2 separate regions of the Mus musculus genome follow, and region 2 is linked to region 1. A link is a contact called in public capture Hi-C data. All regions are on one chromosome and are shown on one strand. The core of a region is the stretch at or near the end of the contact, and the rest is flanking DNA. Distances in the headings are between cores, read along the strand shown. Region 1 overlaps Rcan1 (regulator of calcineurin 1). Region 2 overlaps Dop1b (DOP1 leucine zipper like protein B).

Evidence for each region. Capture Hi-C pulls out chosen DNA fragments and counts their contacts.
Region 2: a capture Hi-C map of embryonic tail shows a contact between it and region 1, with 4 times the contacts expected there. The contact joins two enhancer-like sites. A contact is called at or near these places in 2 of 9 other capture datasets (embryonic stem cells and embryonic tail).

Annotation. Positions count from the first base shown.
Region 1 is chr16:92,411,145-92,415,673 of GRCm38.p6, forward strand. The region is part of intron 1 of Rcan1 (regulator of calcineurin 1); the gene reads right to left. Among named protein-coding and RNA genes, the nearest start is that of Gm29805, 31 kb to the left of the region's middle. Within about 2 kb of position 1,912, at least 50 of the 459 cell types and tissues checked have an H3K27ac peak or open chromatin away from gene starts, as enhancers often do. A contact at or near this core is called in embryonic tail, where this site is marked.
Region 2 is chr16:93,765,483-93,770,011 of GRCm38.p6, forward strand. Dop1b (DOP1 leucine zipper like protein B) reads left to right here. Exons shown (of 37, transcript NM_027293.1): 17 at 1-56; 18 at 644-834; 19 at 3,912-4,529. Among named protein-coding and RNA genes, the nearest start is that of 2310043M15Rik, 27 kb to the right of the region's middle. Within about 2 kb of position 2,274, at least 82 of the 459 cell types and tissues checked have an H3K27ac peak or open chromatin away from gene starts, as enhancers often do. A contact at or near this core is called in embryonic tail, where this site is marked.

The sequences.
Region 1 (4,529 bases), core at 662-3,161:
ACTGATTTGCAAAGTGTTTAACAAGCCTTCCAGGTGACCAGCACTGTGCAAGCTGGAGCCCCGCTGGAGCCCCGCTGGAGCCCCGCTGGAGCACTGCTGGCGTGGAGAATGAGCCATCTGGTACAATTCTGACCAAACTGAAGCTGACTTCTGTGCTCACATATATACTTGCATGACCATGGACAACCTGAAAACATCAGCCCAGCTCCCGTGAACACCCCCACAAGAGATGTGAGGAATGACAAGCCCACCTGTGGTTTCCAGTCTCTGGACCACGTCCTAGCTCCAGCCACCTCTCAGCTTGGGTCCTGCCTCACCTGTGACCAGCTCCGGCCACACTGTCCTTGATCACTGATGTTCCCTAAGGCTGTCTTCATGTATGGTGCTCTGAGTCAAACTCTCCCCCCTGGGAGCATCTCCCTCACCCTTTCCTGGTTCATTCGTCCTTTAATAGGAAGTTAGAAGCTCCACTCTGGCTGGAAAGCCTGCCCTGGACGCTTCATGTGAGGGAGCCTGCTGCTGAACTGCATTTTTCTTCTGGCCCAGATGACAATGACAATGTGAACCATGTGTGTCCCTTTAACAACCCAGGCTGTCCATGTGACTCCCCAAGGGCTGGAAAACCAACACCCATACGCTCACACCTTCGCCATTTCTGGGCACCCAGGAGGTGGCTGGGTCTCTGGAATGCTGGGATGGATGAACTAACTGTGCAGCTGCTGTAGACTCCAAAATACTGACCCACAAAGAAGAGACGGGGCTTAGAGGATGGACAGTTGGTGCCGCAGCACCGAGCACCCTGAAGATTGGCTGAGGTAGAAGATGATGTAAGTTTAAAATGAAGGGGGGGCGGGAGAAAGGACCGTAGGGGGTCCTCATCTCTGGATGTAAGTTTTTGTTCTTTTTTGTTTTTGTTTTTGTTTTTTTTAGCATTCCTTCTGTCAGTGTTTCTAAGCCTCTTCCTTGTGGGAGGGGCCTGCTGACCCGAGGGGAGGCGCCCACTTCAGCTGGAGTCACAGTCTGTGTGGCAGCTAGGAACAGTAAGCAGCTGGAGTGACTGGGAAGGGGTGGCAAAGGCCTCCTGTGGGTAGAGGAGGGAGGTCCCACAGGAGCGCCAAGGTCTGTCAGGAAAGTCAGTGAGGACGCTGTGTGCTGTCTTAGGGTTTTGGAACTTCCTATAGAACTTAACGGTGACAGCCGCGGGTAAGGGCCGGGCGGGTACAGCATCACCCTGTGTGCTACAGCTGAGCACCACACAGGCCTTCGAAGGGATGTGTCCCCTCAGGAAACACAAGCGCAGTGTCACGGCGGAGCCACACGGCCGGGCTAGGCTCATCCCCACCCTCAGCACCAGACTCTCAGCATCAGAGGTTGGCTGGCCTGAGTATGGCAGGCCTGGCAAACGCGGCTCTGGCAGGCCTTGCCCTCCTCCCCATTCCCCCTGCCTTGCTAAACCCTGGTAACACTGGTAACACTCCTGAAGCTAGTCCCTAAGGCCCATTCCCTTATTTGGTCACTTCCTCCTTCCAACTACTAAGCTAACTAACTACTAAGGTCCAGCTGTCAAAGTATTGAAGTCCAGCAATCAACCTAATTAAGATGTCTAATTAAAACTCCTCATCCTAACGTGGGCTTTCCCCTTTTACCTTTGTAAACTGTCATTTGCTATGGGCCCTGTCTGTGTCCTCTCTATCCAGAGGTAGTCCTTTGTCCCTGCCCTCTCCCTCGTTCCCTTTCCCTTCTTCCTCTGTCTGTTTTTGTCTCGCATTCCCTGCCCTTTGTCCCTCCTGAACTTGGCTTTGGAGGTCCTGCCCGATACAGATCCTTTCAGCTGTTTCCTGCCCAGTGGGCCGACCACAGCCAGGCAGAGTGGGCAGCTCAGCAGGCAGGATCCTGCATGGTGTCTCTCAGAGCTCTCGGGGCGCTCTGAATACTTGACATCTGCTAATAAAGGATGGTGCTGTTGTAGACGGGGCCTTAGTCCCTGTGGAGAGTGAACTGCCCCCAATCTAAGGAGGCCATTCAGAAAGGGGGCAGCATATGGTGGGCCCCAGAGAGGCAAGAGCAGGCACTGAGACATGCTTGCTGCGTGTGTCTGGGGAGGAGGAGCTCACCAGGTAGGAAGACCCAGTGTCCTAAGAGTCTGAGAGCCCTGTTTTCCCTCAGCACTGCAGATGAAACGATCTCTGTCTGTGAGGCCTTGTCACTTGCCTTCTGGGCTCCTCTTCCTGCACCCCCAGCTCTTGCTCTGCTGGCTTCTCTTGATTGTCCTGAACACCAGCCACTGTCCTCTACTTGTTCCCGAAAGTTTGAAGCCTCGTGGAGACTGCCAGATCTCCTGGGAGGGCACCCTTAGAGAATAGTAACTCGGGGATCTAAAATTAAGCAGGTTGTCCTACCATGCGAGAATAGCCCCGGCACACCAAATGCACTCACTTAATTTCTCATTCAGCAGGTAAGAACGGCCTCTTTTAATATACAACACCTGTGAAATGTGTCACTTCAAACAGGTGCCAAGCAGATCCCTGTCCTGCCCACAACTCAAAAGGTGGGTTGGATTACGCAGGCAGAAATGCTGAAAGGTTTCAGGCAGTCTTAAGTGAGTCCTCACACACACAGAGAATGCTCACACACAGAGAATACTCACACACAGAGAATACTCACACACACAGAATGCTCACACACACAGAATGCTCACACACACAGAGAATGCTCACACACACAGAATGCTCACACACACAGAGAATGCTCACACACAGAGAATGCTCACACACACAGAATGCTCACACACACAGAGAATGCTCACACACAGAGAATGCTCATACACACAGAATGCTCACACACAGAGAGAATGCTCACACACAGAGAATGCTCACACACAGAGAATGCTCACACACACAGAGAATGCTCACACACACAGAATGCTCACACACACAGAATGCTCACACACACAGAGAATGCTCACACACAGAGAATGCTCATACACAGAGAATGCTCACACACACAGAGAATGCTCACACAAAGAGAATGCTCACACACAGAGAATGCTCACACACACAGAGAATGCTCACACACAGAGAATGCTCTCACACACAGAGAATGCTCACACACAGAGAATGCTCATACACACAGAATGCTCACACACAGAGAATGCTCACACACAGAGAATGCTCACACACAGAGAATGCTCATACACACAGAATGCTCATACACAGAGAATGCTCACACACAGAGAGAATGCTCACACACAGAGAATGCTCATACACAGAGAATGCTCACACACAGAGAATGCTCACACACACAGAGAATGCTCACACACAGAGAATGCTCTCACACACAGAGAATGCTCACACACACAGAATGCTCACACACACAGAGAATGCTCACACACAGAGAATGCTCACACACAGAGAATGCTCACACACACAGAGAATGCTCACACACAGAGAATGCTCACACACACAGAATGCTCACACACAGAGAATGCTCACACACACAGAGAATGCTCACACACACAGAATGCTCATACACAGAGAATGCTCACACACACAGAATGCTCACACACACAGAATGCTCACACACACAGAATGCTCACACACACAGAATGCTCATACACACACAGAATGCTCACACACACAGAATGCTCACACACAGAGAATGCTCACACACAGAGAATGCTCACACACACAGAGAATGCTCACACACAGAGAATGCTCACACACACAGAATGCTCACACACAGAATGCTCACACACACAGAATGCTCACACACAGAGAATGCTCACACACACAGAGAATGCTCACACACAGAGAATGCTCACACACACAGAATGCTCACACACACAGAATGCTCACACACACAGAGAATGCTCACACACACAGAGAATGCTCACACACAGAGAATGCTCACACACACAGAATGCTCACACACAGAGAATGCTCACACACACAGAGAATGCTCACACACAGAGAATGCTCACACACACAGAGAATGCTCACACACACAGAATGCTCACACACACAGAATGCTCACACACACAGAATGCTCTCCCACCAGCTGAGGGCTGCTAACAGGAGGGATTTCCGGAGATAACAGGGCGGGCGTGAGGCCCTGTCTCTGCAGAACAAAACAGCAGCAGAAGATTCAACATTTTTTCAGGCCATACGGTGTTGTTGTTGTTTTTGTTTCCCCTCCCTCATTAAATAAAACCCCATCTCACAAAAGCTCTCTATTCCTGTCCGTTCCTCAGCCAAGAACTCGCTACACACTGGCTAAGAGGGAATGACCTTAAAAAGTTGATCTTATGGTGTGATGACAGTTTCCTCCTTATTTAAAAAAAAAAATAAAGAAGCTAGTTTAAATAAATAGTATAGAAACTTTTTTTTCCAAACTAAATAGGCTGTAACTGACAAATAATTGCTGGTATAATTAAATTACTTGGAAAAAAAACACACCAAATTACTAGAGTACTAACAACCCTCCTGTTTATTCTAGAAGTCAATGAAAAAACAAACAAACAAACAAACAAA
Region 2 (4,529 bases), core at 1,024-3,523, 1.4 Mb after region 1:
CTGACACGAGAAATCCAAGGTAGTCGTGTGACGTCCCACAATCGCTCCTTTGACAGGTAAGGCGGTTCTTCATTGTGACCCACTACCCTCGGCCAAGGGAGCACTGCAGAGACCCCTAGACATGCATTAGGCTTCAGTGGGAGCAGCAGCAAAGCAGCCAGCAGGATCATACGTGGGAGTCCATGCTGCAGAGGACAGAGTACCCACGGTCCTCTGATTCCATGTAGCCCGGTGTGAGACTCTTACGGGGGCATCAGTGTGGTGGGGTGAGGGAGCCCACCCTCCTCAGAATCCCTGTGAGGCTTTGCAGTTGGCCCAGATGAGAGGACGCCCAGGGGGATGAGCCTGGCCCAGACCTCATCAGGCCACCCATGCTCGGTTTCACTTGCTGCATCAGCACCTGTGTGCATAAGATGTGTTCTTTGGTGAATTAGACTCCGCTTTGTCCTTGCCCTATGCCCACTGAGTCTCTAAAGGCACAGCCACGAAGCCAGGCACACAGCCTGTCACTCACTTGGTATGTAAGGCCAGTATGATGAAGCTCCCTGGGGTATCTGGTTCAACCACAGGAGCTTACTGCAGGCCGTGGTGCCTGCCATGCAGGAGCGGCAGAGTGGGAACTCGGTGGCATCTCTCCCCACAGGTCCTTGTTTGTCGTCCTGGATAGCCTGGCTTGCACAGACGGTGCTATCAGTGCAGCAGCCCAGGGCTGGCTGGTGCGAGCGCTCTCCCTCGGGGATGTGGCCCGCATCCTCGAACCCATGCTCCTGCTGTTGCTCCAGCCCAAAACCCAGAGGACGTCCATCCAGTGTCTCAAGCAGGAGAACTCAGCCGGTGAGCAGCCTCACAGTCCTGGGGGGCGGGGGAGGCAACAGGTGCTGCACCCACTGCTGTGGGTGCTCACCGCTCACACGAGTGACTGTGCCTTGGAAACTGATGGGGACATTCACATTTTAAGCACCACAGGAATTAGCACTTTGGACCAGTAGGTGTGGGTTGCTGTTTTCACTGAAAAGTCATGGCTTTGTTACTGAGAGGAAATATTTGAATCATGCAATATATATTATTATTAGCTGTGGTAACCTTGCTGTGCAACAGGACACTAAAAACTCACCCTCTTAGGTAAGAGTCTCCATACCCTCTGGCCAGCATGTCCCCTTGCCTTCCTCACCCAGCCTCTGCTCTTACTTCACCTCTGTGGGAGTAGATTCTAAATGTTGTCACTATAAAAGAGATGGCAAGGTGAGTTGTGTGTGTGGTTTGTTTAACCACCCATGGTATAAATGCACATTTAGAAAACCACACTGCATCCTGTCAAGATGGGAACGTGTCATCTCCAGGTGATACACTCTTTCAGGTTAGTAGCCCACATTTTAATAAGCACAGGGATGCTCTATTGTTTCACAGGAGAAAACATTCCATGTGTGTCTCTAGTGCACAGTAGAACCCCCTCACCAGTGCCCCTTGCCTAGCAGAGGGGTGGTGCCGGGTGTAAGCACCATTGTTAATGGAAGTCCCCGAAGCCCCTCTGCATAGATTTGTACCCCTAGTCTGGGACAGTTTCCGGTTACTAAAAATGTCACCTTCCTATGAAATCTGGTCAGTTGTCCCTTATGTTTGTCCTAGTCTTACGGGGAGCAACAGTGCCACCCTAAGGTGGGTGGAGGGAAAGGAAACAGTCTCCTTTGTGCAAGGCTCATCCCAAACCTGCAGTGGGGGTGGAGTGGGGAGTGGCCTACCTTCTCCAAGAGACTGAATTTATTCCACAGCCTAGAAAAGGGATGATTGGAGAACTACACACTACACACCTTCATTATGCTCTGCATGGCAGCTCTATACTTTAGTATTTCTTTTGTCTTTTGTTTTATTTGTATGTGTGTGAGAATAGATGTGTGCCACACACACACATACTGTATGGGCACATGTATGCCATGATGTGTGCCCCCCCCACACACACACATACTTTATGGGCACATGTGTGCCATTACACCTGTGCAGATGTGTGCCCCCACACACACATACTGTATGGGCACATGCTGCCATGGCACCTGGGCAGAAGGCTTTTCTCTCTCACTGTACAGGTTCCAAGGATAGAACTCGAGCCATCAGGCTTTGTGGCAAGCAAGCTGTCCTGCCAGCCAGCTCCCGCCCCTCCTCTTTCTCCCTTAAAAAAAAAAAAGAAAAGAAAAGCCCCACTGTGTGGTTCTTCGGTTTCTGTCTCCCCACTGCCTCATTACTTCCTGTTTCCTTCCTGGTGCCAGTGTAGCTGCTCCCTGGCAGTACAAGAGAATGAAGAAAGGGAGGTGCCGCCTGCCTTGCCATGTCTGTGCTGCTATGGACTGTGCGCTCACAGGCTGTCCGTTTCTGGCTTGCAGGCTGTCTTGTCTCTGGCTTGCAGGCTGTTTGTCTCTGGCTTGCAGGCTGTCTTGTCTCTGGCTTGCAGGCTGTCTGTCTCTGGCTCAGGCTGTCTGTCTCTGGTTTCCACTGTTCCTTCCTCTCTTCACCCTGCATAGACTTGTTGAAAACTACTTTACCAAGAATTTTCATAGTATCAAAATCTTTGGATTTTCACCTCTCTTAAAAAGAGAATTGATGGGCTGGAGAGACGGCTCGGGTTGAGAGCACCAGTTGCCCTTCTAAAGGACCCAAGTTTAAGTTCCAACACCCACATGGCAGTTTGAAACTATCTGTAATTCCAGTTCCACGGGATCTGATAGCCTCACACAGACATACATGGAGGAAAACACCAATGTAAATCAAATTTAAAAGAGAGTTGGTATTTAAAAGTGCTGTATACTTTCTTATTGCAGAAGTGTTACTGTGTCTGTTTTAAAATTTAGGTAGCGGCATAGGAGCTCACAGCTGCAATTCCAGCACTCGGTAGGCTTGGACAGGAGGGGCATCACCTGGAGACTGTTTGGACCATTTAGCAAGCTCCTGTTTAAAATGATAACAAAAGTGAATCAAGCTGGCACGGGAATGCCAACTGGGTGACAGCACTGAGAAGACAGTCCCTGGAGCAAGCTGCCTAGGGAGACTAGCCATATCTGAGAGTGCTGAGCTGAGACGCCAGCCTCAGGCCTCCTCACATGCACACACATGTACCCACACACATTTGAGCATACAGTGCATAAACACATACAGAAACACCATGAATGCACACATACATGCGCAGAAAAAAAGGAAGAAAGAAAAGAAAAGAAAAAAATCCTCCAAAAAATTCAGAAGTAAAGGTATTACACAGAGATCCCGACAGTGTCAGCGGATGAGCTGGGCAATGCTGGTGGGTGGCAGATGCTGTGTGAGCTGGGCACTTTCTCCAGTGGGCTCCTTGTGTAGCTGGATGCTCCCTCTCACGTCCCTGTACAGACCTCATAGTCATGGGCATTGGCACGAGCTTTACAGCCCAGCGGCGTGTCAGGTGCAGGCATGCCCCTCACCATTCCTGCGCCCTTTCTGTGGCTCTGGGGTGGGCACACTCTCCATTTTCTCTACATACTGTTCTAGCGCGTGCCCCATCCTCACAGCTTTGAAACCTGCTGATGTTTCTGTGGAATACATTTCCAAAGAGGGAATTCCTAGGGAAAAAATCACTTATGTTTTTCCAAAGTGTAACTAATGCTCACAATCCCTGGATATTGCTAAGAGCCGGGTGCCCAGTGCACCAACCCCAAGCTTATGCGGTGCTGGGGATCAAACCCAGGGCCTTCCATACTCTAACTTGACACTCTCCCAACTGAGATACCTCTTCCAGCTAAAGGACAATTTTACAATGCTCTGTCTCTGTTTTGCCCATGACTTGATACAGTTCCAGTGGGCATTGTCTCCTTTAAGCCAACGATCACCTCAGAGCTAATTTGTCATCTCTAGCAATTCTGGTTTAAAGTCCTTTGTCATTTTGTGATTTCCAGAGGATTTACACCGTTGGTTTAACAGGAAGAAGCCCACGTGCAAAGAGGCGTGTGGTGAATCTGAGCCGCAGGAGGGTGCCCCTGAGGAACGCCTGCCTCGAGGACAGTTCACCACCGTGGATCGAGAAGCCATCTGGGCTGAAGTAGAGAAGGAACCAGAGAAATGCCCACCAAGAAGTGATCTAAGTGAGGAAGACCTGCCCTACTATGTGGACCTTCCAGACAGGATGACCTCTGGTGGCGGGGATAGCAGTGAGCACACAGAGTCTGCAGACACGAGCTCTGGCCACACTGACAGTGAGAACACATCCACTTTCTCATCTCCCTCCCACGATCTGCAGGACCTGAGCCACGAGGAAAACTGCTGTGCTCCGATCCCCATCGGGGGCAGGGCATACTCCAAGCGAGCGGCCTTGCTGGCAGCCTTCCAGCCAGAAAGCCCCAGGTCCAATGCCAGGTTAAGCCTGGTGCGAGCAGACTCAGACAAGACACAGGCTTCCGAGTCGTTTTCCAGTGACGAGGAGGCTGACGTGGAGCTCCAAGCCATCACCACATCGAGGCTGTTGAAGCAGCAGAGGGAGAAGCAGGAGACAGTCGAGGCCTTGTTCAAACACATCT